Regions from separate parts of the Mus musculus genome. Here all the other regions are linked to region 1. A link is a contact called in public HiCAR-type, HiChIP or PLAC-seq and promoter capture Hi-C data. All regions are on one chromosome and are shown on one strand. Each heading gives the region's core, a stretch centred on a gene start, on an enhancer-like site or on the middle of the called end of the contact. The rest is flanking DNA. Distances are from core to core; before and after follow the strand shown.

The links. Promoter capture Hi-C pulls out the DNA fragments that hold promoters and counts their contacts. HiCAR-type assays count read pairs that join an accessible place to other places. HiChIP or PLAC-seq counts read pairs in DNA pulled down with a chosen protein or histone mark.
Region 2: an H3K4me3 HiChIP or PLAC-seq map of bone marrow-derived macrophages shows a contact between it and region 1, with 4 times the contacts expected there. The contact joins the promoter of Uevld here to the promoter of Nomo1 in region 1. A contact is called at or near these places in 2 of 39 promoter capture datasets (liver and pre-B cells), 1 of 115 datasets of contacts at active chromatin or transcription factors (bone marrow-derived macrophages) and 1 of 9 other capture datasets (liver).
Region 3: a contact with region 1 is called in a HiCAR-type map of fibro-adipogenic progenitors, with 7 times the contacts expected there. The contact joins the promoter of Tsg101 here to the promoter of Nomo1 in region 1. A contact is called at or near these places in 1 of 39 promoter capture datasets (cranial neural crest) and 3 of 115 datasets of contacts at active chromatin or transcription factors (fibro-adipogenic progenitors, pro-B cells and stem cell-derived neural progenitor cells).
Region 4: a contact with region 1 is called in a promoter capture Hi-C map of liver, with 2.8 times the contacts expected there. The contact joins the promoter of Ldha here to the promoter of Nomo1 in region 1. A contact is called at or near these places in 4 of 39 promoter capture datasets (HPC-7-derived erythroid cells, embryonic stem cells and liver), 2 of 484 Hi-C or Micro-C datasets (embryonic stem cells and liver), 3 of 115 datasets of contacts at active chromatin or transcription factors (bone marrow-derived macrophages, large pre-B cells and pancreatic cancer cells) and 1 of 9 other capture datasets (liver).
Region 5: a contact with region 1 is called in an H3K4me3 HiChIP or PLAC-seq map of embryonic forebrain, with 5 times the contacts expected there. The contact joins the promoter of Tph1 here to the promoter of Nomo1 in region 1. A contact is called at or near these places in 1 of 39 promoter capture datasets (neural stem cells) and 2 of 115 datasets of contacts at active chromatin or transcription factors (embryonic forebrain and embryonic stem cells).
Region 6: a HiCAR-type map of astrocytes shows a contact between it and region 1, with 3 times the contacts expected there. The contact joins the promoter of Sergef here to the promoter of Nomo1 in region 1. A contact is called at or near these places in 2 of 39 promoter capture datasets (the 3T3-L1 cell line and maxillary cranial neural crest), 1 of 115 datasets of contacts at active chromatin or transcription factors (astrocytes) and 3 of 9 other capture datasets (adipose tissue, embryonic stem cells and liver).
Region 7: a promoter capture Hi-C map of pre-B cells shows a contact between it and region 1, with 2.2 times the contacts expected there. The contact joins the promoter of Ruvbl2 here to the promoter of Nomo1 in region 1. A contact is called at or near these places in 1 of 39 promoter capture datasets (pre-B cells), 1 of 484 Hi-C or Micro-C datasets (CD8 T cells) and 1 of 115 datasets of contacts at active chromatin or transcription factors (large pre-B cells).

Annotation. Positions count from the first base shown.
Region 1 is chr7:46,031,636-46,035,855 of GRCm38.p6, reverse strand. It overlaps Nomo1 (nodal modulator 1), which reads right to left and starts at 2,160. Exons shown (of 31, transcript NM_153057.4): 1 at 1,884-2,160. The coding sequence starts at 2,024.
Region 2 is chr7:46,956,495-46,960,714 of GRCm38.p6, reverse strand. Uevld (UEV and lactate/malate dehyrogenase domains) reads left to right here and starts at 2,197. Exons shown (of 12, transcript NM_001040695.1): 1 at 2,197-2,324. The coding sequence starts at 2,283. Gm39012 (a long non-coding RNA gene) reads right to left here and starts at 2,832. Exons shown (of 2, transcript XR_882075.3): 1 at 2,452-2,832.
Region 3 is chr7:46,917,895-46,922,114 of GRCm38.p6, reverse strand. Tsg101 (tumor susceptibility gene 101) reads left to right here and starts at 2,146. Exons shown (of 10, transcript NM_021884.4): 1 at 2,146-2,294. The coding sequence starts at 2,253.
Region 4 is chr7:46,843,786-46,848,005 of GRCm38.p6, reverse strand. Ldha (lactate dehydrogenase A) reads right to left here and starts at 2,202. Exons shown (of 8, transcript NM_010699.2): 1 at 2,089-2,202; 2 at 261-410. The coding sequence starts at 386.
Region 5 is chr7:46,665,135-46,669,354 of GRCm38.p6, reverse strand. It overlaps Tph1 (tryptophan hydroxylase 1), which reads left to right and starts at 1,978. Exons shown (of 11, transcript NM_001136084.2): 1 at 1,978-2,092; 2 at 4,047-4,179. The coding sequence starts at 4,054.
Region 6 is chr7:46,637,603-46,641,822 of GRCm38.p6, reverse strand. It overlaps Sergef (secretion regulating guanine nucleotide exchange factor), which reads left to right and starts at 2,016. Exons shown (of 11, transcript NM_013789.2): 1 at 2,016-2,110. The coding sequence starts at 2,051.
Region 7 is chr7:45,431,988-45,436,207 of GRCm38.p6, reverse strand. It overlaps Ruvbl2 (RuvB-like protein 2), which reads left to right and starts at 1,744. Exons shown (of 15, transcript NM_011304.3): 1 at 1,744-1,956. The coding sequence starts at 1,945. Gys1 (glycogen synthase 1, muscle) reads right to left here and starts at 1,369. Exons shown (of 16, transcript NM_030678.3): 1 at 1,038-1,369. The coding sequence starts at 1,155.

The DNA of each region.
Region 1 (4,220 bases), core at 911-3,410:
CTTGCTACATTGTAACCATACCTTTAGCTACTTTGTGGGTTCTTTTTCTTCCAGCCTTTTCCACCCCCTTTCCTTCCACCCTTTCAGTCCCTAACACCAGATAGGAGAGAAAAACCGATAGAGGGGAAAGGGGGCGAAGTCATTGCTAGACTGCTTGCTTCCTGCTGATTAGGGGTGACCAACCAGTTCCTCAGGGCAAGTTTGATCTTTACTGTCAGGATATCTAAAACAACCAACCAACACCCCACCTCTCAGGGCCCTAGCATTTATATTCCCTCTGAAGAGTCCCCAGAATTCCAAATGTCACACACTCACAGAAACTATCTGCAGCTGGCAAAATTTGTCCTGCTAGTGCCTGAGGGAGATCATCATCAGATACTGGGGACAATCTGAGGCAGCCCCATGTCCCACACATGGGATTAAAATGACAACATATAATATTTTTTGTGATAAAAAAAAAAAACTCAAACTCTCACTATACATGTATTTAAGAAGCCCATTAATTCAAAATCAAAAGCATGGCTGCCATACTTCTCTCTGGACCATGCAGTACAAGTCTTTTGTGAAGTACAGCTCAGAAAACCCTCCGTGGAGATAACATGCATGAGATGTCTGATGTTGTAAGCAGAGATTACAAAAGGATGGGTTGCTTCAGAGAGGAGGACAAGGAGCCCTAAGGCTGGAGCACCACAGTTCACAATGGACCACAAAACCTACTCTCTGCTCTCGTAATCCCTGTTAGTGCTTAGGGGTGAGGTGACTGTCCTCTGACACCCCTGACTGTCCTCTCCTTCCTCTCAAAGCTGCAGAAAGCTCAAGCTGAAAAGCCTTCCAGGGCAGCTTCTGAGATGCCCAATGCTACAAAGCCAGTAGGTGGCACGGCCCCTGGTGACATGGAACCAGGACATACTCCTGTAATCCAGCACTGTGGGAAACAGAGGCAAGAGTGTCCAGAGTTCAAAGCCAGCCTTGGGTATATTGTAAATCTAAGGCCATACTGTGTCTCAAAAAATTGGAAAATCAATTATAAATCAACCAACGAGGTAGAGGGACTCTACAGAGAAAGCCTGGAAGATGACAGTTGATTCTCCGCGTCGGGAAATCTTACACCACCTCTAACCCCACCTAGAAGAAAGGTAGTTTGAAGAAAGGCTACGCCCACAGGAATTCAGGGTGGGAACGGCTTCTCACCTTTTCCCCCCGGCCCCACTGGGTCAGCTCAAAGGGCTCTCGGGTGCCCTTCTCTTTGGCACCTCCACATTTCTCCTCCTTGGGCACCAGTCTTTACCTCTTCCCATCTCCCTCCTTTCTCTGGCAGCACTACCAGCCCTCCTGGGAAAACCTAGCCTAGCTCTCTCTCCAATCCCCTGTGTCTACTTCTACCCCACCCCCTCTTCTCACAGGCTTTCTGGGTCAGAATCCCACCGGGTTGATAACCACTTCACATTAACTTTCGACTCAGTCAAAAATAACTCCACAAATCTCTAGTGTAATTCCAGCAACTATGCAAGGTGGCTGGCAACTTTAAAAAGGAGAGGTGGGGAAGGTAGGGCAGCTTCGCAGCCCCAGAGGTTGTTACACTGTTCCATGTCAGGACTTAGCAATGGGAATCGATCATCTTTAAATTCATCCCAGGGAGGATGGAGGAGCGGTAAGTCCGAGCCTTGGGGTCTTTAGTACGGAGAGTGACACGTGTGGTTTCCAAGTTCTGCAATATGGGTTGGGCAGATTAGAGTTTCGGAGGTCCTGGTATGGGGGAGCCGGGGTCGGGCAGACCCTCTCGGCCTTCCCGCTCCTCGGCGCGGCTGAGGAAGAGTGCAGAGCAGCCGAGAGCCTGGCCAAGGGTCATCCAGCCCACCCGGCTACGCGCGGCCGGGGCTCACCTCGATGAGCGAGTAGTTGATCTCCACGTCCGACTTCACGAAACCCCCGCAGCCTACCACGATGTCCTCGGAGCCGATCGCGCGCCCCGCGCCGCTCAGTAGCAGCAGCAGCAGCGCCGCGGCACACCGGCCCGCACGCATGGCCCGGCCTCCGCGTGCCTACCCTCCGCAACCCGCCCGGTCCCGCCCCTCACACCGCACGCAGCCGGCTCCTTCCTTCTCCTCGCTGGGCTGACAAGCCCAGGACCCGCCCCGGAGCTGCTCTGCGCAGGCGCGCCGCGGCCCTGCGCCCACGCCCCCAAGAAAGACCGACGCGACACGCGATCCGCCCGGAATGATGGCCGCTTGCGCCTCTGGCGTCCTGGAGGACTCTGCGCAGCCTCTGGAAGGAACAGCCCAGACAGGCTTCCACTTCAGAGTCATCGTCACGGCTAAGAGCTTTTTTGTTGATTAATGTATTCAACAAAGCCCAAGTCTTTTTGACTCACATATTTCACGCCAGATGTAATTTCAAAAAGCCCTTTAGAAATGTGTTATTTAGTTCTTTTTCCCACGACGCCATCTCTTACCAGTGCTTGACTGTATATTAAAATTTTGTTTTAGCCAAACAAGTCTAAGGCTTGCCTGAACCACAGGGCACATTCAAAACCAACCTGGGCAACTTTAGCCCTGCTTGGGTTACATAGAGAGTACTAGGGTAACCAGAGAGTAAGGGTGGGGGGTTGGGGGGTGTCTTGGGTTGACGGCAGTCAGTAAAGTGTCTCACAATGATAAGGATCTGAGTTTGACCCCCAGAACCATGCTAACACCAGCAACCTCAGCACTGGGGAGGTGGAGACTGGAGGACCCCCGGGGCTCACTGTCTAGTCTAAGGGGAGAACAGTAAGAAGCTCAGTCTCCGAGGATGTGGGTCACCTTCCTACCTGACAGTGATACTCCAGGCGTCCTCTGATGGATGTGCTGGGGCAGAAGGTTTATTATAGACATCTGGGAGAGCACAGCCAGAGGCGGGAACATCTGGGAGAGTCCAGAGTGAACGTGACCCTGAGCCATGAGAAGAGACAGGGAGGGGAAGGGAGAGTGGAGAGAGGGGAACCAAGTGCAGCAGCCAGGAGGCACAGAGGTGTAGCCCTGGAGAGTTCAGGGCAGGGGATGGGGGATGTCAGCCATGGTGGCCCTGTAAGAGTTAGGAGCTGAGTGTTGCTGATAGAACCTGGGGGCCAGGTCCGCTTTAATATGTTAAATAGGCACCTCAGCGGTGTGTCCCAGGTTTGACACCTCACACTGCTTCCATGATGGACGATAGAATTTGAGGTAATCTGGAATCTGTGTTCCTGGGCCATGGCTCAAAATGGCTCCAGAATAAACTATCTATTATTCCCCTTAAGATGAGAGCTCTGGTTTTGTGTTGACACACCCACACATGTGCACATAAAGAAATCTGTGCATCTGGCTTCTTTATTACCAATGATGTATTTCTGTTGACATGGTTTTCCATTACAAATGATGCTGTACTTGGCTTTGAGACTTCATCTCACTAGGTAGCCCTGGTAGGCCTCAAACTCACTTACATCCCCCTGCCTCTGCCTCCTGAGTGCTGGGGATTAAAAGCATATACCACCTACCTGGCTAAATGATGTTTTCTTCTGCAAAACATATTAACTAAGTTCATAATTATATTTAAAAAGATATTTATGGGGCTGGAGAGGCGGCTCAGCGGTTAAGAGCACTGACTGCTCTTCCGAAGGTCCTGAGTTCAAATCCCAGCAGCGACATGGTGGCTCACAGTCATCTGTAATGAGATCTGATGCCCTGTTCTGGATGTCTGAAAACAGCTACAGTGTACTTACATATAATAAATAAATGAATCTTTTTTTAAAAAAGATATTTACGTTTTATTTTGATCCCAACTCTAACTTGTATAGAAACACTTTGAGGTTTTTTTTCTCTCTTAAGCCTGAAATTCATCCAGTTTAATTGCCTTTGAATTCATTCTCTCAAATGAATTCATACACTTGAATAAATAATTTTTTATGCCAGGAAATAAAGCTGCTGCAGGTTAGAGCAATCAGTGCCAGGGGCGGGGGGGGGGGGGGAGGGGGGAGTGACACTCACAGGAAGAAGGGCCATGGCTTCTCTGTCCTCACCACCACCTCCACCTCCCACCAAAACGGACCCAAATAAACAGAGAGGATGTGAAGTTTCACTGACAGCAGGCTTGCCGCACACAGCTTGCAGACGCAGTTGCGAGTTCTTCGAGAGCCCTCTCCTGCTGAAAGCTCAGAAGAAGCCGGCTGAAAGAACACTGTGCATCATACTGCGGGCACAGGCAACCCC
Region 2 (4,220 bases), core at 948-3,447, 920 kb before region 1:
CCTAGTTTCTTAAGTACAGCTATGTTCCAGCCTCTGGCAGGAAGGTCTTCATAAACCAGAGTCCTAGGAGAAAGCCCCATAGTACAGTGTCCTGACCTCACTCCTTCGGGATTGTCTTGAAGGCAGCTGAAACACCCTGCCTGGCAGCTGGCAGTACAGGTCTGCCACAGAGCTGGGGACCTGATTTCCATCCCCAGCATCCAAAACATTTCTCAGACTAGCCCTAGAGTTTCTGTTTGCCTAAGTCTATATCTTTCATACTAATTGTTTCAATTTAGCCACTCCACAACGTATAAATATTTCAAAATATCAACTATACCAACAAATAGATACAATTTCATATCAACAAATAAGTTCTTCAAAATTCTCTTGTTTATTTACTCATCTTTATTTTATGTGTGTGAGCTGCCTGTATGTGCACCATAAGAGTGCCTAGTGTTGGGGACTGGAGAGATGGCTCAGCCGTTAAGAGCACTGACTGCTCTTCCAGAGGTCCTGAGTTCAATTCCCAGCAACTACATGGTGGCTCACAACCATCAGTAATGGGATCTGATGCCTTCTTCTGGTGTGTCTGAAGATAGCAACAGTGTACTCACATACAATAAATAAATAAATCTTTAAAAAAAAAAAAAAGAGTGCCTGGTGTCAGAAAAGGGTAGGAGAGGGAGGGCACAAGGGCATCAGATCCCCTAAAATTAGAGTTATACATAGCCTTGAGCTGCTATGTGGGAATTGAACCTTGTTCCTGTTCAAGAACAGCAACTGCCCTTAACAGCTAAACCATCTGTCTACCTGCCTGCATTTAACATTTTGCAATTAAATGTGTGTCTATGTGTGTTCATGTGTGTGCACATGCATGTGTATGTGTGTGTGTGTGTATGTGTGTGTGTGTGTGTGTGTGCGCGCGCGCGCGCGTGCACATGAGTGCAGGTGCCCTGGAAGCCCAGAGATGCCCTATACCCCTGGAGCCAGGGTTACAGTTGGCATAACTACTGAGCCATCTCTCTAGCCCCAGGAGTCTGCACTTCTAACAAGTTATTGTGAGTGTTCTATGCCAGAGACAAAGATGGATTTTGCTAGCTATAAAGCTGGAGGAACCTCAACTCAGGGGGTCTCACCTCAGCTGCAGCAGGGATCTTGACTGCTACTGCACAAAGACTTTGAGGAGATATTAGAATGAAAAAGATAGTTCATTAAGCAGAAATACAAGGCACACTTAAAATATTATGTGGCTTAAGGAGAATGAGCTATAAGATTGCTTTTTCAATGTGGTGGTATACTTATTTCTTCATAGAATTCTTCTAAGGTAAGTAATATTATAAGGTGATTTATGAAGACCATATAGACATGGATCAAAAGAATAAAAGCCATTTTGCTATGTGTAGGTCAAGACTGATGTGTTTTGATTCTAAGCATAGCTTACTAGCCATTTTAATAATCTTGTTAGTGACACTTGTCAGGAAAAAGAGTCTTATTTCTGTGCAGTTGGTTTTTGGTTAGTCGTGACAATATTATTTTTGAAATTTGTTTTTACTTTATGTGTACGGGTGTTTTGCCTGCAAGTACAGTGCAGAAGTAGCTCACCACGAACACGCAGCGCCCAGAAGAGGGTGTGAGAAGCTATTCAACTGGAGTTATAGGTGGTTCTCACTCTGTGTAGCCCTGGCTGTCCTGGAACTCACTTTGTAGACCAGGTTGGCAGAGACCAGCCTGACCCTGTCTCCTGAATGCTGGGATTTAAAATCGTGCGTCACCATCACCCGGCAAAACCTTGATTTTGAACATTAAAATTCGGCTACACTTTTTGACTTTGATAATTCTCCCCCACCCCCCAATTTTGTGCTGAATTCTAGTCTCCCAGGAAACTCGCATGTCGCTTGCATCTGTTCGTTCTTTGGTTCTTCCTAGCTAAATTCCCACCCCCACCCCACCCACCCCCAGCAAGCGGGCGGTATTTTTCCACCTCGCAGGGCGCTCCAGTCCCCGGAGCCCTGGGCGGCTGTCAGTCTCTAGTTTAGGGTAAAGGTAGATGCAGAACCCGCGGGAGTCCTCGGACTGGAAAGGGCGGGGTGGGACGGGGCGGGGCTCTGAGATCTGGTCTCCGGGTCTAGTCGATACCTGACTGACGGGGCGCGGCGTCTGGATGCATCCTACCCGAGCTCCGCCTACTGCAGAAGGCGGGGACCGTCCTCTGCGGAAGTTTGGGCCCGTGCGGCCTCCGTTCCCAGCGTGTTTTGAAACAAGCCCAGTGACTGCGGCCGAAGAACGCGCCCCTGCTGACCATGGAGTTCGACTGTGAGGGCGTGAGACGGCTGCTAGGCAAGGTGCAGGCAGGTCGGGGGGCGGACGGGACCTAGCATTCTCGTCACTGCGCGTCGCCCCAGCCCATTCCCCCCACCCCATGTCCTTTTTTCCAAGATTGTTTTGTCGTTTTGACACACCCATACATACTCTTTCCCAGGCTGGCCTGGAAGTCGCGGCAATCCTCCTGCTTCAGCCTCCCGGTGCTGGGGTCACAGGCAGGCGGTGCCTCGCCCCCCTTGAATGAGTCACTCCCTGCTAGTGTCTCTACCTGCTTTGAGAAATCCGGGTTATCACCTTGTGGAAGCCATTCTCCGCCGTGCTTCCTCCTGGAGCGTTTGTGACTGTACACTGTACTCTTGTCTCTGTAGTCCTCTCATCTAGCACTGTGGTCACATTGTAGGTACTCACAACGAGAACCCCGCAGACGCGAGTGCAGGCCTGGACAGGGCTTTACTGTGGAAAGGTGGATGGAGGTTTCTTCCACCCTCAAGTCTCTACCCACCCCACCCCCAGGCTGTATGCTCAGCATTCCTGACTCCCGCCCTCGAGCATACTAGGGCTGTCTAGTTCAGAGGTTACCTTGTTTAGTGATCCTGGCCGTTCAGATTGCCCTGGAAGAGCCCTGAAACATGATTCTGTGCTGATATTCTTGGACGTAGGGGGTGTCTCTTTGTCGGGACAGTTTTTACACTTGTAAGAGTTTTAAGAGCTCCTAAAGTTGAAATCGTGTATGTAGTTGATTCTGATGGTTTAGCTTACAGTTACAGGTGTAGGTTGATTGAGTTGGTTGTAAGACTTCTCATTTGCAAAAAGAAAAAAGAGAAAAAGAAGCCTGGTGTGGTGGCACACGGCTTTAATCCAGGCACTCAGGAGGCAGAAACAGGTAGCTCTCTGTGAGTTGAGGCCAGCCTGCTCTACATAGTAAAGTTCTGGACAGCCAGGGCTACATAATGAGACAAAATACAAAAAAAAAATCTAGACCAGGCTGGCCTCAAACTCACCAAGATTCTCCTGCCTCTGCCTAGCAAGGGCTTGGGATCAAAGGCATTCATCAGTACAGCTGCCCTGTGAAGCTGAGACTGTGTTCCAGTCCACAGCAGTGCAGATAGGTACGGGGGAGTTCTGAGTTCCCCACGTCCTCGCCAGCACTTACTGTTGTCTCATTTTGATTATGGTTTGTATCTTGATTATGCTGCGATTTCGCCAAACTTTTTTGTTCATTTCCAAGGTTATTGTGGCTGTTCTAAGTCTCACGAGTGTCCATATCAATTGGTGTTTAATGGTGAGGTATGTGTGTGCTGCAGACCAAAACCAGGCCTTCTGGATATCCTAAGCAACTGCTTTATCGTTTAGATACATCTCCAGCCCAGTTTTCAGACTTTTGTAACAGCTGAAGTTTCACTAAGGGATTACGCCAAACCTTTCGGGAAATGTGATGATCATGACGATCTTAGATCCACAAACACAGGATACTTTCCCACTTAAAACAGTTTTCCAAGCCAGGTCTTCAATCCCAGCACTTGGGAGGCGGAGGCAGGCAAATCTCTGTGAGTTCGAGGCCAGTCTGGTCTACGAAGTGAATTCTAGGACAGCCAGGGCTACACAGAGGAACCTGTCTTGAAAAACCGAAAAAACAAAACAAACAACAACAACAAAAAAAAAACCTTTCCATTTTATTTCTTCCAACAGTGGTAGGTTTTCAATATCCCTTCTGTACCTTTCTGAACTGATTTCCAAGTAGTTTTATTCGATTTCCATGATGTTGATAAACTGCCTCCTCTCAATTAATCCTCATGGTGAGCCTCGGGAGTGGGTAGGATTTTTCTTTGTAGGTAAGAAAATAAGTTGAGAGAAGTTACATGATGGCGCCCACAAGGCCACAAAGAAAGACAGGGAGAGGCAGTTCACCAGCTTGT
Region 3 (4,220 bases), core at 897-3,396, 890 kb before region 1:
TGTCAAAATATGATTGGACAATGCTATAGCCCACCCCACTCCCCCTTGCTTTATGGTTTCATCCTTTAAATAAGCTGTTCAACATCTCTTCAGTGTCCACTCCCAAGTATGCTCTGCTGCCCTGACAAAAAAGTAAATTTTTGTCATCTGCACTGACCTAGCATTTGAGTTAAGTTGAATTTAAGAGGACCCCACAACAGTCTCCTCCTGAGCCTGGGGCTTACCTCTTTGTGAGGCCGGAAGTCAGCAAGCCCCAGCCATCCTTCTTCACCCCTCTTGAAGCTGGTAGTATAGATGTTGCTACAGTCATGGGTGGGAATACCCTGTGAAACCTGAAGTCTGGCCTTCAGACTTGTAGAACAAGTGCTTTTAACCCCTTAAGCCCTCTCCCCAGGGCCAAGACGTGATTTTAAACTGAAACAGTGGGTAGTAGGCTAGACTGGAGTTTGACTGGAGCTAAAGTTACTCAAGGCTGATGTTCCCTTTTAAGATAGAGTATGCTGACACCTGCCACGCACTTTCCCTTAGGCCGTCCGTGACCTTGGATTTAGAAAGGAATTGATTATATACTAAGATCACCCAGATGTATTCTCTTTCACTGCTGTCTATACTAGGCTTTATACTTTAGATGATTGTATTTATAAAATGTATTAAGAGGGCTGGTGAGATGGCTCAGCGGGGAAAAGCTCCGACTGCTCTTCCGAAGGTCCTGAGTTCAAATCCCAGCAACCACATGGTGGCTCACAACCATCTGTAATGAGATCTGACGCCCTCTTCTGGAGTGTCTGAAGACAGCTACAGTGTACTTAGACATAATAATAAATAAATCTTTTTTAAAAAATAAAAAGTAATAAGAATTGATGGTTAATATGTCGCTTTTTATTTTAAAGATTATTTTACCAGCATGAGTGTTTTGCCTGCACTGGATGTGTGTGTACCATCTGCATTCCTGGTGCCCATGGAGGCTATCAGGAGTCCCTGTAACTGAGAACCTAACCCTAACCCTCTGCAAGGGCAACAAGTACTCTTTACTGCTGAGCTATCCCTTCAGCCCCTCTAACAAGCATTTATTGGAAATAGAAACTCAATTGAGATTGAGTATCACCTCTTGTATTCTACAAGGCAATTAAGATCTGAAAATTGGGCTGGTGATGAGGCCAGCCTGTCTCCATTTTTAGGCTTGAAAGCCATCAGCATCGTTCCTGTTTATGATTAAATCTGTTTCTCAAGGGTTTGGGCTATGCCCCACCTGTAACCTTATCTTCAAATGTTTCTATACGGCACCCAATGCCTTTGTTTCAAAAGGTTATTATGACCACCTGTCCTTATAACCACCTGTCATGGTCACTTTGTCATGAGTACCTTGTTAAGACCCCCTTGCAACCACGTCTTTGTTTCACAAGATGTGTTATGGCCATTTTGTTCTGTTCCTGTAACCCGCCTATGTACCTGCCAAATCACCCATTTGGAAACTCCCTACCCCTGAGCTATAAGACCAATTTTCTAGCCTATGTCCAAAGCTGACTTCCTGTACACAAATTAAAAGGTTTTAATTAATTGCTTGCTTTAATTAATTTGGCTATGATGATTTGGGTCCATGATCTTGCTCCTTGCCTTTTTGGGATTAACACTGGAGAGGCTTCAAACTCAGAAGTTTGAAGGGGTAAATTCTTTATAATCTGAAAAGAAGCCTGCCCTCAAGCAAGGCAGACTGCGGCCTGTCTAATCTTTATGTGGGCACACTGGAATTGTTAGGGGAAAGTATCCAGAGGAGAAAATTACCGCATAGCTTCCTAACGGGGGAAAAAAAATCTCCTTTGCCCTTGCGAACTTGACATGAAGGGCTTTCGAGCGTTTAAACTGCAGTAACAAAAACGGATGTGATAATCAGAGGTGCCTCGGGCGCAGTCACCTAAAAGTGTCTAGAGTGTCCACGAGCTAGTTCTGTGAGCGACGCGAGCCCAGGACCTTCCGAGCCGCAGCGGGTGGCAAGGCTCGCGAGAGGGCCGGGACTTCGGGACCGCGAAAGGCTTGCAAACAACCGCACCACGGGCACCCGTGGACCGGACCTGATCTCTCGCCCGACTTCGCACCGCAGACCAGCGGCCCCGGAAGTGACGCGCGGGAAGCGGAAGCACAACGTGCCGGCTTCCTGCTTCGCAGGGGCGGGGCGGCGGCGGCGGCGATTGTCTGGCGGCCTGGGGCGGCCCCGTGGCGCCTACCCTCTGCCTGTGGGGACGGAGGAGCGCGCCATGGCGGTGTCCGAGAGTCAGCTGAAGAAGATGATGTCCAAGGTGAGCCCGCGCCCTACGGGGCGGCCCCGCGGGCTGGGCTAGGCCGCCTTCCCTCTGCGGAGCGGCCCTTCCCGCCTTCGCCTCCATAAACAAAAGCGGGGTCGTGCCTGGCGCGGCCGCTGCTGTCTGCCCGGCGCTGCTGACGGTCCCCGCCGGCCGGAGCCCGGCCCTGCTCAGAACCAGTCCCCGCGCGCCTCTCCCCGGCCCAACCCGGCACATCCCACCGGAGCTCGGGAACTCTTGGTGCAATTGGTTCGCTGAAGTAGAGCAGCCAGAAAATCGAGCTTGGCAGCCCTTCCCCGCTCCAGAGAACTCTGCAGTTGCATTCCATTGTTTGCATTAACTGTGATTAACGCAGTTGTTTGCTTGTTTACTTTGAGTTGAACTTAAAAATTCTTACTGCTTGACTGGTTGTGGGTTTTTTTTTTTTCCTCTCACTTTTTAAAAGGCCTTTTGGATATTTTGCACATTAGCTACTTAGTACTTAATACTGCGCATCGGACTCCAGAATGCCTTGCTTTTTGTAATTTACCAAATTTAATTGGAATGAAATTTATGTAACGTAGTTGAGCCCTAACTCCTTTAGTCATTGAAGTTGACTTTGATGCTCTTATCAGAGCAATAATAGAGATCGTGGGGTTAAGAAGTTTCTAGTTTACAAGGAAACACGAATACGCTGGGCGTGGTGGCACAGGCCTTTAATTCCAGCGCTCTGTAGGCAGTTGACGACAGATCAGGACAGATTGTGAGTTCCAGACCAGCCAGGGATACACAGTGAGACCGCATTTCAAAACATAAAATTTTTCTTTTCTTTTTTTCTTCTTTTTTTATTCTTTGTAAAACTAGATCTTTTTTAGTAAAGTCATTTCCCTGAGTCCTTGAAGACCAAACCTCTTGTCTCTTGGTTGTCTAACCATTTAATCTTTTAGGCTTCCTTTTTTTTTTTTTTTTTTTCCCTGTAGTTATCTGTAATGACACAGGGGTCTGGGGGAATGTACGAGGTCCCGGTAAAGGTCGATATAGTACTGTTTTACCTTCAAATCATTTGTTTTTCAAAGCCTCAATTAAGCTTTTAGAAGATGTAGCCCATTAACTTCATCTGATTGGGGATCTCTGTCCTTATCAAGACATTCTGGCTCACCCAGAGAGAGAGACAGACAGTTTTGGTGTTTTAACCTCGCTTCAGATCATTTTTCTCCTTTGAACATCATCTTATCTCCCATCCTAAGCAGACTTTTTTAGCACCATTTTTGGTTGTGATTTTTACCAATTAAGTATATTTCTACAGTTAGTCTATCGTTCTTTATGCAAATAACTCTCTACTTTGTTCATACCAGTAACCTGTTTTTTACATACAATGTTTTACAATAGAAGATGAGTCACTACTAACTGGGGAGGAGAAAGTGGTCATAATAAAAGTTGTTATTGAGTTTGAACTGGTGCCATACATGTTTATGGGTTGGGAGGCAAAGGGAGGTATATCTCTTGAGTTTGAGGCCAGCTTGGTCTTCATAGTGAGACCCTGTCTCCAAAACACAAGCTGCTATTGTTCCATAAATTGTAGGGATCTGACAGTGGGATCAACCAGACTAAAACCTGTACTTCTGAGCTTGATTACGTGGAAGCCACTATCAAAGTCATGGCAATAGCATTGGGAAGTTGACAACAGCTTTGGAAAGTAAAGCGAGAAGAGATGGTGGTGGCAGTGACAGTGCTGAGGCTGTGGCTTTCTTTTGCATGGTAAGGGGAGGGCTTTGTGAGAAGTCTATTTGACCAGAAACCTGAGCATAGAAGGAAATGAGCTCTGGAACAGTCTGGGGTAAGGACAGTTCTAGGAAGAAGGAAAAACAAGCGCAGAGGCTTGAAGCAGAAGTTCACCAGCAAAAGGCTGGTAGCGAGACTGACTGAGCTACAGGAAGTAGTGCT
Region 4 (4,220 bases), core at 953-3,452, 810 kb before region 1:
TGGAACTCACTTTGTAGACCAGGCTGGCCTCGAACTCAGAAATCCACCTGCCTCTGCCTCGCAAGTGCGAGGATTAAAGGCGCCCGGCTGTCAGTTACTTTGGATAATCCCTTTCTTGTGTATCATTATGTTGCAAAATGTTTCACAGATGACTGAGTGTGTGCAAACCTTGATAGTTTTACATACAATGTGACAATGTAGGGATGTCCTCTCCCCCACACCCCACCCATAGGCTTGGGCCATGAAGGATCTCCACTTACCTTCATTAAGATACTGATGGCACAAGCCATGCCAACAGCACCAACCCCAACAACTGTAATCTTGTTCTGGGGAGCCTGCTCTTCCTTAAGAAGATTCACAATCAGCTGGTCCTTGAGGGTTGCCATCTTGGACTTTGAATCTTTTGAGACCTAAGGGGTATACACCGTGTGTCATTGTAACCTGCCCAAGGTATACTCACCAAGTCCCTGTATTTAAAAAAAAAAAAAAAAAAACGCTGACTTTGCTACCTTTGGACTCCTTTTCCATTAAGTGACAATGTGACAAAGAACAGAAGTGGAAAACCAAGAATAGCCAGCGCCAGGGTGTGGTCTGGCTCTCACCAGGAAGGCTCTCACCTTGAAATGGAAAAATAATACCGAGGTCTCCGTGTACGTGTAGCCGCCTGAGGACTTACTCATCTTGATGAACCCCAAAAGGGGATGGTATCTCCTCTTATATGGTTAGAAAGCTGCCCTCCCGCTCTTCTCCCATCACCCAGAGCCCTACAGCAAGTAGAGCGCCAAGTTGCTCCAGGAAGTACCAAAAATCAAGAGCAGAGGGCGCCAATAACGGCCACAAGGTGCGACCCCAAGGCATAGCAACGTGCTTAAGCCTGCGCACGCGCAAGCTTCCTTCCTAACCCCCCCACCCCCGCAAGAACCCAAGTTGTATGACCAGCCCAGATCCAGAAGACTGGCAGGCGGGGGAAGGCAGTGCGCGTGCGCAATTTCAGAATCAGGTGTCATATATATAGGTCTAGCGACTGCTGGCCATGGATGAGACCTCTGGCAGGCAGTTCGGCGTCAAAGTTTGGCCCTTACTAGAGCCCAAAGCACAAGCGCGGTGAAGTGGAGCTGGCAGCCACCTTAGCCTGGTGCCAGAGTGAGATCTCAAATGCCACTAACAGGATTAGGGCCTTCACCCACCAGGGCGGGGCCTCATTACCCAGGATGTGGCCGCTAAGGGAAATTTCTTCAGTTCCAAAATGGGGATACAATTGCGGAGGGCCTGAGGCCTGGAGCCCACTCCCACCCCCGCGATGGCCACCTTTCCCAGCAAGCACCATGTCTATTTTTGAAATCGTTCCAAAGTGCAAAAGGACTGGACAAGATCTCTGGGCAAGCAGCCTAGGGCCATCAAGCAGGAATCCGGTCTCCTTACAACCGCTGCTATTTCTAGACAGCCTTGTGAGGTCTCTGCTGACTGGGGGCAGGGCGTGGGGCTCTTCCCTCAGAGAATCTACTTCACGCAAACCTCAAGTCTGTGCTCTATTAGGACAGGGTGCCTCTACTTCCCACCTACGACCCGATGGGTGTCGCAGGCCTCTCAGCTACAGGTTTCCTCCTTCCGTCTAGGGTGCAGAGGAAGGACTGCGACTCTTCCCGCTTCCTCTCCGCACGCAGCGCGCTTAGCACGATCCCCAGTCACACCAGGAGCGAGCCTCTTAACAAAATGCGTTTAGGGCAAGAGCGCCCTATAATCTGCAGGAAACAACCACTCCACCGAGCCCACGCAAAGGAAAATGCAAACCGCACGGCTGCTCCGAAGCACCCGCCCCGGACGTGCCAAGGCTTTTTCGGCCCCCATGGGCTCGAGTTACGGGAGCTCAAGTTTCGCACCGCTCCCTCGCCCCCGTTCGGTGGCTCCCAACCTTCAGGCCAGCCACCCCTTAGTCCTCTTTACACGGGTCTCGCCGCCCCAGGCTGGGTGGGGCCGCCTGCTCAGTTCCCCAAAGCACAGTAGCCCACGCGTGCCCAAATCTGAACACCCTGCACCTCCACCCCGGATAGGGACCCCCTGTGCCGGCAGCGTGGGGCCCAACCGTACCGCTAGTGCACGATGGGGGGGCGACTGGCGAGGAGAAGCAGCGTGGCCCGAGCTCGGCGACAGTGGCTCCAGCACGCAGAGCAGCACGCGGGCGGGGCCTTAAATGGAAGCTCCGCGCTGACGTCAGAGTGGGAGCCCAGCGGACGTGCGGGAACCCACGTGTAGGCTGGGCCGGGGGCGGGCGTCCAGCCGGGCTAGGCGCCACCGAGACCGGGGCGGCGCGCGCAGCACGATGTCCCTGCAAGAGTGGCTCCACGTGTGCTGCGACACCCCAAAGAAAGGCCAACCCGACATGCTCCTCAGCCTCAGAAGCAGGAGCCCGAAATGCATCGATCCTCCGCCTCCTTCACCGGAAAACTTGTGAGACTCAGAAAAAACCCTGGTCACTTTCTTCATTGCTGTTCCCGGCGCCGGGAACAACTCCTGGCAAGCAACAGGCCTTCAGTAAATATTGTGTGAAAGCACATGCCAGCACCGTGCCGGTCTATCCGCCATAGCAGCCTATCAGATGGGCCTTTCTCCTGCCCCACTTCCATCTCCCAAACCATGGGGGGAGGGGGGTGCGGCTCAGCTTCTGATGGCTTGCCAGCTTACATCCATATCTGCCCTCTCCCATGCCATCCCGCAGGCATTTGTGTTTAGCCTTACCAAGGAGTATCAGGGCCCTTGCTTGTTTTCACACACCCCCTCTGCCTTTAAACGTCTTTCTAGAGGTCTCATTAAGCTGTGAGGCCAGTTCCTGTTCCTCTCCCAGCTCCCGATCAACCGTATGTGAATCTTAAGGTACTCCACCACTGATAGGATGTGAAATGGAGTTTGCAACTGCTTTGATTTCCTTAGTGATGGGAAGAACTGTGACTTTCAACCCTGCTCACCCATCTCCCCGGAAGGGATGTGTTCACTGCAGATTAAGGTCTATTACAGTCTTGAGCAAGATTTGAACAAGCTGGTTGCAGGGTGCTGGATATGCAGGGATCATGTGAGAGGGAATGAAGCTCACAGCCCCCCCTTATTTTCGCTTGTCTGTATCCCTTGTGATCTCTTTTATAACAAACAACAGGCTAGGAGTGTGGCCAGGACAGGGACACTTGTCTTGCATACACCAAGGCCTGAGTCCCTCAGCAGAGCGCAAATTTAAAAAAATTAAAAAGTCAAACAGTTGGACCTGGAGAGATGGCTCTGCCATTAATATCACAAAAGCTTGTAACTCCAGATCCAGAGGTTCCAATACCCTCTTGACCTTCATAGAGTCTCTCTCCCCCTATATATAGTTAAAATTATTTTTTTAAAAAAGTCAGAACAAGAGAAATGAAATTTAACTTTTTAAAAGAAAAAAGTGAAGGTGAGTTCTAAGAGACACCAGAGCAAGTAGCAAGCAAGAGGAAGAGGAGAGCCTTGTGGATACCTCAGTGTAGAGTGGTGAGGGGGAAGCACAGGTGGAGATGTAGTAACTACTTGTGCTTATGGTCTTAGATTGGGGGCAGTCCCATGGGACTGAACTATTAACCTGTGGAATACAGTGCTCTAAGCAGAATGTAAACTGGGTTATCAGATGCCCAGGCCAGGTTCATCTGCTAGGAAATTGCTTTGTGCGGAAAACACACGTGTGGAAACCTCATGTGCACACAAGCTCCTTTGACCCCAGAAGGATTCTGGGAAGGGATACTGTTTCTTCCCTTCCCTTAGACCCATATACCCACAGAATGGAAACTCCCTCTTTTCATCACCCTATACTGTGGCCTGTGCACCCTTCAGGGACCCCCTCACAGGTAAGGAGTAGGACTCTGGACCCCATGCAGAACACAGATAGGCCTCCTTCCTCTCAGCAGCATTTGTGCAGCAGCATCACAAGGCCAGCTTCCAGAAAGACCCATACTTTGCACTTTCTTGGTTGCAAAGGGAAAATTCACCCCAGCTCCAGGAAAAATGGGACATCGGTTTAGCTCACTACAATGGTTTTCCAGATGCTGCTGGATGCCCAGGGACCACAAACACAGCTGGAGGCATTGAGGGTGAGGCACAGGGTGCCCAAGGGCAGCTTACAACACCTCAGGTCCCCAGGGCTGTGGGACAATGTTCTTATTCAGTGAAGGATGGGGCCTGCCAGCTTGTTAAATATGTCCCAGCTGGGA
Region 5 (4,220 bases), core at 729-3,228, 630 kb before region 1:
CTCCTGCAAGTTGTCCTCTGGCCTTTGTATATGCATCATCATGTGTGTGCTAAATACACATAATAGAAAAAAGATACATGGCAGAGAAGTGGGGGTGGGAGCTATATGCTCACAGGCCTGGTCAGAGAGGCTCAGGGACATTTCTAGCTTTTCTCAGCCCACTAACATGGCCCAACATCAGCTTTTCCATCAAATGCTCATTAAACGGATTGGCTTCATCTCTTTTTTTTAAGTGGGGCAGTTCATGTCTTTGTAGATACCCAGCTTGGGAATGGCAGCCTTGACTTCAGCTTGGTCCCAAGTCACTCTGGCCTCTGTTTTCATGGTATTGAGCAAGAACACAGGACCTCAAATCAGAATGCTTTTGCTGTCTTCTTCTCACTAACCCATGCAGGAGGAGGCTGTAGAGCTGTTTGCTATGGGCCCCAGTTTGCTGATCTATAATGCAAGCACAATTTTTTAAATCCATCGAATTATTCTAAAGATAAAAGGAAAAACTATAAGGGGGTTTGAAATCATGGGCATCCTGCAATTTGAGATCGGACAAGTTGGTGCCAATAATCTCAAATTGGAAGGGTGGGCAGGGAGGTTGTGTGTGAGTTCAAGGCCAGCCTGGGCTACAGAGCAAGCAAGACCCCGACTGAACCTTCACATAGCACCCTGCAATACATGCACATTCAGCCAAGGGACTGACAACCTGTGCAAACCTGAAGTTCAAAAGCACTGTGATGTGTGCCTGGCACAAAAGTCCCACAGCCTCTGAAGCATCCATGTCCCTCATTCCAGGAAAGGTGAAATAACAGAAAGAGAATCAGGTCAGCGGCTGTCCCTGGGAATCAGGGGCCGTCGGGGAGAAGACTGAGACAAGCAAATACCTTTGGAGGGTGGGAATATCCTGTATTTGATCGTTTGGTGTTTAGTGGTTACGTACTTGACAAGTGGATCAACTTGTCAAGACTCAGAAATGTACACCTCAGAAAAGCGGATGTTCGGCCATACCAGATGGCTTATCTTGGAATCTCAGCACTGGAGAGGGAGAGGCAGAGAGAGGAGCATTGTTGAGTTCTAGGCCAGCATTGGTTGCTTGTGCAGTTTTTTCCTTGTTAAGTCAAGGCAGCACTATTTTATATATATGTACATAGCAGTTAGATTGCATTGGGTATGACAAATAATCTAAAGATGAAGCCTACAGGATATATGCATGCTATGATACATTCTTTATAACAGCCCGGAGCATCCCCCAGACTCTGGCATCTAGAAGTGTCCTAAGACTAGTCCCCCAGGATACAGAGGGACCATGCTTTGGTCCTTTAGTAGAGCGTCTAATAACGGATCGTCAACAGATAAATGCTATTTGGCTTCTGAGCCGAGTTCGTATAGCAGGGAAAGTGATATTTCAGCAGGCACAGCATCGTTATCTGCGTGCATCGTACATTTCTTTTTCTTTTTTAATCACAAGAGTAGTGAGCTCTTCTAAAACGTCCAGTAGTTCTTCTGCCTAAAGGATAAGGCTCTGCACTAGGAGAAAGATGAGGCAGCCTCAGGAGGATAACCCAGAAACTCAGGGATAGGCTGGAGACTGGGGAAGTCCTGCTTTGGTTTCTAATCCCAGAGACTGGGTCCAAGCCCCGCGGGAGGTCATTGTGTCAATAGCAGGTGTGATGGTGGTTTGGAGGGAAGTTCTAAACGGATTGTTTAATCTTACTCAGACTTTTTGTGGCTGAGGATGCGTCAACATTAACTTAATTAAAACTCTACGAGAATAGCTGTGAATGAGACCGGCGCCTGGGTTGCAGAGCAGACAGCAGACAGCGACTAAGAGGTCAGGGCAAGCTGCTCCCGCCCACACCCGCGCTGTTCCCGCCCCCTCCTCGCCCTCCTCCCGCACTGCTATATCCTCAACCGTGCGCCCGGCGCCCATTGGCCGTTCTGACGATGCGCTTCTCCTATAAGAGGCGTCAGCTCCCATCCTCAAGTGACTCTTTAAACTCCAGTGGCTCTGAGGTGAGTGGGTGAGTGGGATAGCCCCTCCCTGGGACATCGGATCAGAAGACTCCCAGCAAGGACGGGATCAACTTCTAGTAGGAACCAGGTGAAGTCCTACCCCTCAGGGCTCTGCTCTTCGTTCCTTTAGAGCTTCTTGGGGGATAGCAGACCCTATTCTTGAGGACCTCCTGTGTGCCAGGAGCAGACTCTGTCCCACGTTGGATTTCGGCTTTATTGGGAACCCTGTGTCTCTGTGACTTCTTGCCAGCAAGAACATATTAATCTTCTTTCTTTTCCATCCAAGGGGTAATATCTCTTTTCTTCTTCCTCTATAACGGTAACCTTCCCTTAAGCGCCATCAAAGGAAGGGAATCTTCGATGCTAGACCTTTCTCTCAGCACCACATCTGCACTCTGCAGCTCTATCCCAGGTCACAATTGACAGAGGCATAGGTCCTTGAGATTCAGGGCTAGTTAACAGTCCAGGTAAAAGTAACCCCGATTAAATGTAATGATCTGATTTTCAGAGGTTTTAAGTGAACTTGGTTGATGGTCCACCCTAGCCGTCTTGGAATGGAGGTGGAGGTCAAGGCCCCAGAAGCTTGTGCCTGTGGGATGGCAAGGGTGGGATTCTTTTTCCTTTATAAGGTAGGGTTTCTCCATGGAAGACTGGCCGTCACTCTGTAGACCAGGCCTGCCTCGAACTCACAGAGATCAACCTGCCTCTGACTCCTGAGTGCTGGGATTAAAAACACATGCCACCACTGGCCGGCTCAAGGGTGGGATCCTAACCGAGTGTTCCAGGGTCACAGACTCAGTCACTGGAGTTCATATGTCCATGTGTTGTAGCTGCTGCCCTTGATCTTTCTGATCATTTGGAGGGAGGCAGCCTCTGCCTGGCACTTCTGGAGGGTTCCTTTGTCTCCCTTGGGCTTAAGCCTTTCTGCTTACAGTTCACCTCCACTTCATTCCCACATCCCATTTAGAAAAGAAAACCACTATCCCCGGGGATTCTTCCCAAACCATTCACTGTACCTTTCAATCCTACCTTCAAACTCTGCCCCCACCACTTTCAAACACCTCACCGTGCTTCCCAGACGAGACCTCGAAGCTTCTCTTACTGGTGATGAAGCTAAGGAAAGAGTTGGTGGTGTGCACGTACCCTTCACTATGCCCTGCCAAGGCTGCTAAACAGATGGCCTTCTTCTTGGCCGGTCTTATTTCCTGTGCTGGATCCTGCACACTGCCACATCTTTATTCAGGTGAGGATCCTGCCCCTCCTTTGAGGGTGACTCCTTCTTTTTTGAGGGTGACTCCTTAACCTTTCAGGGTGATCTTCTGCCTTTGAGGGTGATCTCCTGCCTTTGAGGGTGACCCCTGCCTTTGAGGGTAAACCTCTCCATTTAAGGGTGACCCTTTTCTTACCTGGCTAGAAAGGGGCTCAAAGAGGAAATAGAAGGCTAAAGGGGGAGAGAAATAGCAGAGAAAATCATGGGGTTGTTGAAGGAATGCCCCAAGGTTAGGCAGATCCACAGGCAGCATTGCTGGTGTTGTGGGAATGTGGCTGTCAGCACAAGGACCCGATTTTAGGCCAGTCTGAAAGTGTTTAGTACAGCAGAAAGATGTGCATCATCAAAGATCCAGAGGAAGCGTATGGCCTCACCTTAGAGCTGTATGCTGTAGTTGAGTTACAAAGAAAACAAAAGCCTGGCCCCTTTCTGAAGGGGCTTTACAGCGTCTTAGGGTATAAGATGTGTGTGAAGCACGTGGGGAAGCTACTCATGACCCGAATTTGATGGGCAGTGAGATCTCAGTTCGGGGGTGAAGTTCAGACTGGACAGGAAAGGGAAGTGCAGAGACACACGAGGTTCTCTTGCCATTCTGGGGGCTATGCTAGGCAGTGTCTCACCTTCTGTCCCACTTCCATCTGGAAAAGCCTGTCTAACACGTGGGTTTTGCAGATAGAGGAATGGGAGCGGGAGGTGGATGGAGTCACCGCTTCTGCCCCCTGCTGGCCAGTTCTGTGCTTAGCACTCATTTATCTGAACTTTCACACTTCAGATTCACCATGATTGAAGACAACAAGGAGAACAAAGAGAACAAAGACCATTCCTCCGAAAGAGGGAGAGTGACTCTCATCTTCTCCTTGGAGAATGAAGTCGGAGGACTCATAAAAGTGCTGAAAATCTTCCAGGTATGGATTTCCCACAAAGTCCATCTAAAAATGGGTCTCTG
Region 6 (4,220 bases), core at 767-3,266, 610 kb before region 1:
CTTTTAGGCAGGAATCCATCCAGATTTCTGGATACCTGCACTTTAAGCTCTGGTTTGGTTTCTCCTACCTTATTTTACTTTTATTATATTTAAACATTATTAAAATTATACAATATAGTTTTATTATATTCTTTCCCCTCCCCCAAGTCCTCCCAGGTCCTTCCTCATGTTCTCTTTCAACACCTCCAACAGGAAAAATTGAAACAAAACCCAAAAAGACAAAACTTACTGTCTTAGTTAGGGTTTTGCTGCTGTGAAGAGGCACCATGACCAAGGCAACTCTTATAAGCATAACATTTAATCAGGGCTGGCTTACAGGTTCAGAGGTTCAGTCCATTATCAGCAAGGTGGGAGCAGGGCAGCACCTAGGCAGGCATGGTGCAGGAGATGCTGAGAGTTCTTCATCTTCATCTGAAGGCTGCTAGTGGAAGACTGACTTCCAGGCAGCTAGGAGGAGGGTCTTAAAGCCCACGTCCACAGCGACACACCTACTCTAACAAGGCCACACCTCCAAATAGTGCCACTCCCTGGGCCAAGCATATGTAAACCATCACACTCACCAAACCATAACAAGGACAACCAAAACCACACATGAAACATGGAGTCTGTTTTATGTTGGTCAGCTACTCCTGAGCATGGGACCTACCCAGGAGGGTGACTGATATGCCCAATCGTCCCATTGGAGACAACTGGTTTTCTCTTTCTCATGAAGTATTGATTGCAAATAGCTTCTTCGTCAGGGAGGGGCCTTTGTGCCCACTTCTCTTCTTCAGTGCTGGGATTTTGTCTGTAAAACCAGAGACTGTTGACAGCATGCACAAGACCCGCACAAGTCCACCTTACCGTGCAATGTGCAAGTTACTGGCATTTCTTGCTTCCGGAACTGCTGGTAAGACACCTTTCTATTATACCCTGTTGTGACTTCCTATTAGAACAGGCTGGAAAGAAGTGATCAAAATGGCAACAGCAAACCGGTGAACAGCACATGGAATCTCTCACGGCTTCTATTTTCTCTTTCTGGAGTAAGAGCAGCTTTGCCTGGCTTGTCTGGATCTTTCTAAGCACCACCACCAAACTTTTCAAGAAACCACAGTGTGGAGGAGGAAAGACCAAGGGTGGCTTCCCTCACAAGACACAGCAGACAGTAACATGTCAGTAGCATGAACAGGTGAGACCTAGACAGAAGCTTCCCTGACACATTTTCCAATGTGAGGGTCTAGGAAGAAAAGGAAGGCGAGGCCTTGAGACCTGTCTGTACAGGGGCCAGAGCTACGAATGCAGATCATCGCCTTAAATGGGACATGATCTTTTTGTCCTCCTTCCAGATTCCAGATTCCAAATTCCATTTCCCCCAGTGTGCACTGGTACACTGTATTACTAAACTCTCACCAACATCACGACAACGTTGATAGAAAGCTGTATTGTATGAAAATCTATCTTGGATGAGAATTATCTATGCTCGTGATTAGAATTAGGGCAGATGGTGCGGGGCCGCGGAGAGTAGGGAGAACGCAGGGGCACATCAGACAATAGCCAGCCCCAGTTGTGTCACCAGTAGTGGGTTTCCGCTGTGGAAGGCTAACACGGCTCCCCAAGACTCTCGGGTTCCCAAACGCACAGCGAAGCGGGCCAAGGTAGCTTCGTGAAGACTCAGGACTGGACTCTTGCCATCTTCAGTTCAGGTCCCTTCCCACCGTGCTGTTGCACCCCTGTCAGGTCATCTGCTCTGGGCAGCGTGGGACAGGTGGCGAGTTTTCCAGATTACTGAACATGGTGCAGAATTACGAGTGTGGGTGTAGTAAGGCACCTCCGGGTGTGTTCCCTGGCGGCCGCGAGGTGCCTGCTGACAGTGCTTTGGTTGAGTCCCGGCGCTCTAGGGCAGGACCATACCTAGCTACGTCTTGCTCCAGTCCCATTAGCCCCTCCTAATCCCTAATTTTACCCCGCCTCCATCCCGCTGACCGCGCCCAGCTCCCGGACTCGCCCTGCCCCTGGCCTCCGAGGCCCCGCCCCGCGTCAGCCCTCCCGGAAGCGCCGGCTGAGCGTGTGCATGGCGCGGGAGTCCTGCGCCTCCGAGACTGTCTCTGCCGCTGCTGTGCTCTTCGCCTGGGTACGTGGCTCCGCCCCCGGGCTAGGGCAGAGACGAAGGGGCGAGGAGACCCGGGAGCTCCCGGCGTCTGCGTGGGTGGCAGGGAGCTGGGAGGCGGCGGCCCGAGCTAGGGTCCTGGATTGGAGGATCCTGGGTTGCAGCAAGGAGGAGAGGGTGCGGAGGGAGGGTCTCCCCGCAGTGCCTGAGGGGCCTACTGCTAGCTGTGGGATGAGGACCCGAGGGACTGAAGCACTTCGGGAGGACCCTGCATCCAGAGCAAAGCATCCATTCTGGGAAAGCGCTCGGCCGCCAGACTGCCTAGAAAGACAGCGTGGAGGCTTGGCAGAGAGATCTCGGTCCCAGAGCTCCTGGGGCCACCTGTGTCATCGAACCTGCCTTTTGCTTGGAGGATGGAAGGCTTCTTTCCAGCGCCATCACCCTGGGGAGCGTCCTGTGGATGTGAGGCCTGTGGAGTATGGCCGCGCAAGGCACAGACCCTGCGTATTTGCTGTTACTCGGCTGTGACCAAATCTTTTCTCTTCTGGGGGTGTGGAAGTCTGGGCTGGGCAGGTTTGACACTGCACTTTGACTGACCTATGGTCATCCTTCCGTGTGATTGGAGAGGAGGCTTTATACCCACGAGTGTGGGGGACATGCGTGACAGCATGCATATGTCGGGTGTTGCTGTTCTTAGTATTAAATACCAAAATTGTAATGGAATGCATGATTTGTTAACGGCAGTCTCCTTGACTACAGCGGAGGTGTTCTTGAGAGCGAGTACTGAGCCAGTGGTGTTCACATTGTCTCTCTTGGTGCCTGGCATCTTGTAGACCCCAGGGAAATATTTGTTGACTAAAGAATGAATGAATGAATGAATGAATGAACGAGCGAATGAAACGAATGAATGAGTACTTGTGTGCACAGCCATCTGTTAATGTTTGGGAAATACATAGCTATTCCCAGTTCTTGTGATAGAGGAAGCCATAACAGCTATGTTTTTTGCCAAAATTAGAATTTATCTATATACCTTTCACTTGTTGAGTGTAAGGCTGTCAGAAAGGAGAGCATGGCTTGGCCTGGCTGGCTGGCTCAACTCCTTGAAGTAGCACTTGAACGAGGCTTGGCAGGGGGGGTGGGAGGTGGGGGTTGGGGGGTGGGGTGGGGGTGGGCGTTAGTAACTGAATGTGTTGCTGTCATTTTCCAGCCTGGAGACTGCTGTCTTTTTGGACAGAGGAAAAACACCTGATAGGAAAAGCCTTTCAGCTGTGGCCTTGAATGGACAGAGACAGAACCAGGGCTGAACCTAGTGTGTTTGGAGGCCTGCTGGGGTATTCCTCCTGCTGCGTAATCAGGGAGCATGTATTAGTTGGCCTCCGCTGCCGCTGCCGCTGCCGTGACAAAACACCACAGGCTGGGTTCTTAGACAATAGACATTTATTTTCTCTGTGTTGGAAGTTGCAAGTCCGAGATTAAGGTGTGGGCACTTTTGGTTTCTCTGGGGCCTCAGGTGGCTGTTTCTTTGTGCATGGGCATCCTTGGTGTCTTGGGAAGAGACTAGACAGACTGGATTATGGTCTGTCTCATCATTTAACTTTAATTACCTTTTTAAAGGTGTGTCTCCAAATACAGTCATATTCTGGTATGTCAGAGGTTAGGGCTTTGACATAGGCATTTTGAAGGAACACAATTCATCTTGTTCCAAGTGGTTTTGTGTTTTGTGTGTATGTGTGTGTGTGTATGCACACGCTGTGTCTGGACCCTTTGTAAAGAAGGAAGGTATACACAGTTGTCATAGGGTATATTAAATTTTTCTTTACCTAGCTTTATCCTGGGTTTAGGGCCCTTATTGCACCACAGAAGTTGATACAAAGCATGAACCCCGGATTGCTCTAGCCTGGCTTCTCTCTTAGATGTTCAGCAGCCTGAAAGCCTGGTAATGGGGTAGCTAGAGAAGACAGAAACCCCAGGATATACTCTCTGCTTCACTCTGTGCAACAGTGTTGTTTGTAACAGTGTTATTTGACAGTGCACTTAAACAGTGTTGCATTCCAGGGTGGAGAGATTTATGTCTGACATCCACAGTCCGCCAGCCAGTGCAGTTTCAGGGTTAGGAGAATAGCTATAAGACCAA
Region 7 (4,220 bases), core at 495-2,994, 600 kb after region 1:
CTCTTGACTTTCAGATGCAGTGGGAAAAATGGTACATGGCCCTATCCAGCTACCCAGTTACCTGAGGGAAGCTTGACTTATTATTCCACACCTTCAGGGCCCCTAACGATGCTAGCCCTGGGCTGGGACACAGGGACTGCTGGGCCCTGCTCCTCCTGTGACCCCACCTCAGATTTAGGAATCTGGGTCCTCAGCCTTCTCACCTGAAACTGGTACCCTGGTAGTACACAGCATTGAGTCTGCCATCTCCCAACATGCTGAGAGACCTAGTCTCTTTCTCCCCAGGATCCAGAAAAGGAAATGTTCAGATCCACAAGGCCCAGCTGCTGGGATTCCCAGCCCAGCCTTCTCATGAGCGAGAAGCTAGTGATCTCCCATACATACTGTGGGTGGGTTCCTCCCATCCTAGGGCCCAGCTCCTGACCAACTTAGGACTTCCAGCTTTCCCAGTCCACAGGGAGGGAGGCACCTCACTACATAGGAAGCCAGGACTTAGGCCCTGGGCTCCTTCAAACTCGACATTCAAGTTCCCAACTCTTTCCCACCTTGTATCTAAGAATTTGAGTCTCCAAGCCCCTCTTGGCTTTACACTGGTTCAGGTCCGCTATGCCCCCTGAAAAATCCATGAATCCCAACCTTTAGGAACACCCCAACTCCACAGTCACGTCCTCTGGACCACAGACCCAAAAGCTCCAGTGTTCCTTGGGCTTAGATGCACTAACTCCTTCCACTTTTAGATCTCAGGTCTCTCGGCCCTCGAAAACCTCCCTTCAAGACCCAGGAATCTTTCTCTGAGTGCCCTCTTCCCTAGATTGCAGAACCTGAAGCCTCCTTCCATCTTAAGAGTAGTCTCTTGTCCCTTCCCCCCAGGGCCTAGGACGCCTACTCCAGCCCCTTCACAAGGACACAGAAGTCACAGGCGCTTTTCCCAGGACCCAAGACTCCTCCACGTAACTCTTTTCCCGTCTGAAACGGAGTTTCGGGGCCCCATCCTCGCCTGCCCTTCTTGGTCAAGGGACCAACGCTGACGTTCTCACCCTTGTTGGCCACCTCCCAGGCCACCTCGAAAAGCACTGCGTTCTCGGGGTCGAATTCATCCTCCCAGTCTTCCAATCCTGGAAGCGAGGACACAGAGAGACTGCGGCTGAGAGGCATGGCTACTGCGGGCAGGGGACTTCGAGCACCAAAACTGGAAACCAGAGAGATCGGCTGGGAACGCAGCAGACTTGGTGACCGGTAGAGTTAGCGGGTGTCCCAGGGGAAGCTTGCAAGGCGCTCCGCTTCCTATTGCACGACCGCACCCCCGCCCCAGAGCGCTCCGACTCAGGTAGGGTGAGCTGAGACACTGAATCGGGCGGGCAGCTGCAGTGAAGCCTCGTGGCCGCCAGGAGGCACTGCCCACCCTGCTGGTCTAGCACGATTGGTCGGCGGCTGGGGGGCGGGGGCTATTGCGTCTACTTATTGGCGGATAGAATCCAGTTTCCTTGGCCAGAGGCTCCTGGGGAGCTGCGGGGGCGGGGCTTGTTTCTACGCAGCATGGAAGTGATTGGTGAACAGAGCTGTCAATCTCAGCTGTAGGCCCAATTTGGTGAGGAAGGTTGGACAGAGAGGGAAGGGATCGTGGAGGACGTGTGGTTGCTACAAAATGTGCTCAGAATTTTGCAATCGGACTTAGCAGTTGCAGGGCGGGGGGGAAGGAGGGGGGAGGAGGCTAGGTAAGAGGAGGAGGAGCAAGAGACGTCAGGAACCCACCCGGGATTCAGAACACCGGCTTTCCAATTTAGCCTCGCGGGCTGGGCGCGGCCTAGTGTACGCCCCCTACAGGAATTTTATATATCTTATGGGCCATAGAGATGACTGGATGACCGGGAGCCTAGAGAGGATAAAGACCGCGCTCCTAGCCGATTTCCGTTTCCGCTGAGGCATTGGCGGTTGGTGTGCATCATGGCAACCGTGGTAAGTGTTGGGTGCATGTGGAGGACCGACAATGACCCTTCTTAGAGAGTCTGAAGGAGGGAGCTGGAGAGGACTCTTGTATCTGAGGGAGGAGTGATAAGGAAGATGCCTGGTTTGACGGAGGAGGTCTGGGGAGTACTCCCGAGTCAGAGGGAGGATGCTGAGGACACCGAGTCTGAGCAATGGATACAGAGGAGAATGCATGTGTCTAAAGGAAGAGAGCAGAGGAGAATGCATGAATCTGACGGAAGGGGGCTGAGGAAGTCGCCAAGGAGGGCTTGGGAGGACACATGGATCTGTGGGAAGTGTTGGGAGGAGAGGATACCAGGGTCTGAGGGAAGCAGGCTGGTGTGTGCACCTTTGTGTTTGAGGTAGGCAGGCTAGAGCCTGAATCCCTAGATCGGAGGGACGATCACAGTGGATGAGGCCTGGTTTGGAGGAGGAGGAGGGCTAGGGAGGGTGCCTGGGCCTAATAGAAGAGGGCTGGACCTGGACTCCTGGATGTGGAGGAAGTGTATTGACCACTGAGGAAGGAGCTTCATTGTGGCTTTAGAAGCTAGTAGAGAAGGCAACAATGTATTCAGAATCCTAGATGTCAGGCATGGTAGTGAAAGCCTGCACTTGGGAGGCAGAGGCAGGTGGATCTCTGTGAGTCTGAGGATAGCCTGGTCTACAGAGCCAGTTCCAGGACAGCCAAGGGTTACACAGAGAAACAACAACAGAAAGAATCCTGGGTCTGATGGAAGAGTCATGTAGACACTCAGATTTCTCTGTGAATGAGTGACTAGCCAGAGCCTGGAGTGACAGAGTCGTGGTTCATCCCACAATGCGTTCTGGAAACTTCGTCTGCCTCTTGATGTAGTCAGTGACCAGTTCCAAAGTCTCATCCCAGTGTCCTGCGAGGTCTGAGACTGGTACCCTGGTCTTCTGGGGAAGATTAGTAAGTGGGAAGTTGTGTTGTGTGCTTGAGAGCACAGGTCACAGGAAAGTGTGTCCGAAGCCAGGAGTGTGACAGTGAGGAAGAGAAATAGAGTCTGGGTTCAGAGCATGGGGTCTTGTCCAGAGACTGTATTTTTCAGAACCTCACCTAGGGCACGTGTCTGTGCCATCGCACAGTTAGTTGAATGTTACAGTGAGCGAATAAAGCCCAGGAAGTGAGACCGGGCATATTGGGCCTGGCACTAGCTCCTCAGACTTCCCAGTGAAGAAATCTTGTGGCCTTGTGGTGTCCTTGATTCTGGGGTTGGGCCCAGGCAAGTTGTAGGGAGGTCAGTGGCGTCTGTTGCTGTTACCATGGTGAGGAAGGGCCTGCCTTTGCTTGCCTGTGTGTGACAGTAGTTTGGGGGTCTCATGCTCCTGCAGTCCACACAATCTCCTACAAAAAGAGGAAGGTGAAGGCTCCCACAGCAAGAGACAGGCAGTAAATGGTCCTGGGCTGTGGGCTATCCTGGAAGGCCTTGTTCCATTCCAGGAGGAGGCATCCTGAGCTGTGGTTGAGGGCCGCTTAGCTTTGTGGTTTCTTAGGTTCGTAAAAAATAGGAAAAGATGTTCAAGGGTCCACCGCCTGGATTTATCGGTCTCTTGTTTTCACCCTTTAGCTTGGGCTAGCTCCAGACTCGAGGCACTCTTTCTGACTCAGCCTCCCCAGTGGCTGCAGAAGTGCATCCTAGCAGGCACCCTCCAGTGTCCCCACACCTCCCTCCCCGAGCCTTTGGCAACCACTAGTCTACCTTGTATTTCTGGCATCTCTTTTGGATACTTCATATAAGAACCCTTCAACCCAAGCTGGGCAGTGGTGGCGCATGCCTTTAATCCCAGCACTTGGGAGGCAGAGGCAGGTGGATTTCTAAGTTCAAGGCCAGCCAGGGCTACCTACACTGAGAAACCCTGTCTCGAAAAAAACCAAAGCAACAACAACAAAAAAGAATCCTTCAACGTGAGGGTTTATTCACCATGTTTTCTGTGTATGGGTGTTTTCCCTCCGGATACGTCTATGCCTGAGGAGGCCAGAAGAAGGTATTGGATCTCCGGAACCAGAGTTAGAGTCAGCTGTGAGCCACCACATGTGTGCAGTCAGTTTAGCCTCGGTCCCCTGGAAGGAAGACCGGCCAAGAGTCCTCCACCCTTCTCTCCAGCCCCTGCGTGCAGTCTTTATTATGTGGGAGCCCACTCGCTCAGCACCTCTCAGTGGTCTTCCTGGGTGTGTTGGGGTCAGAGCTTCACTCTTTTTTCCTGCCTGAGTAATAGTCCATATTTGAATAGAC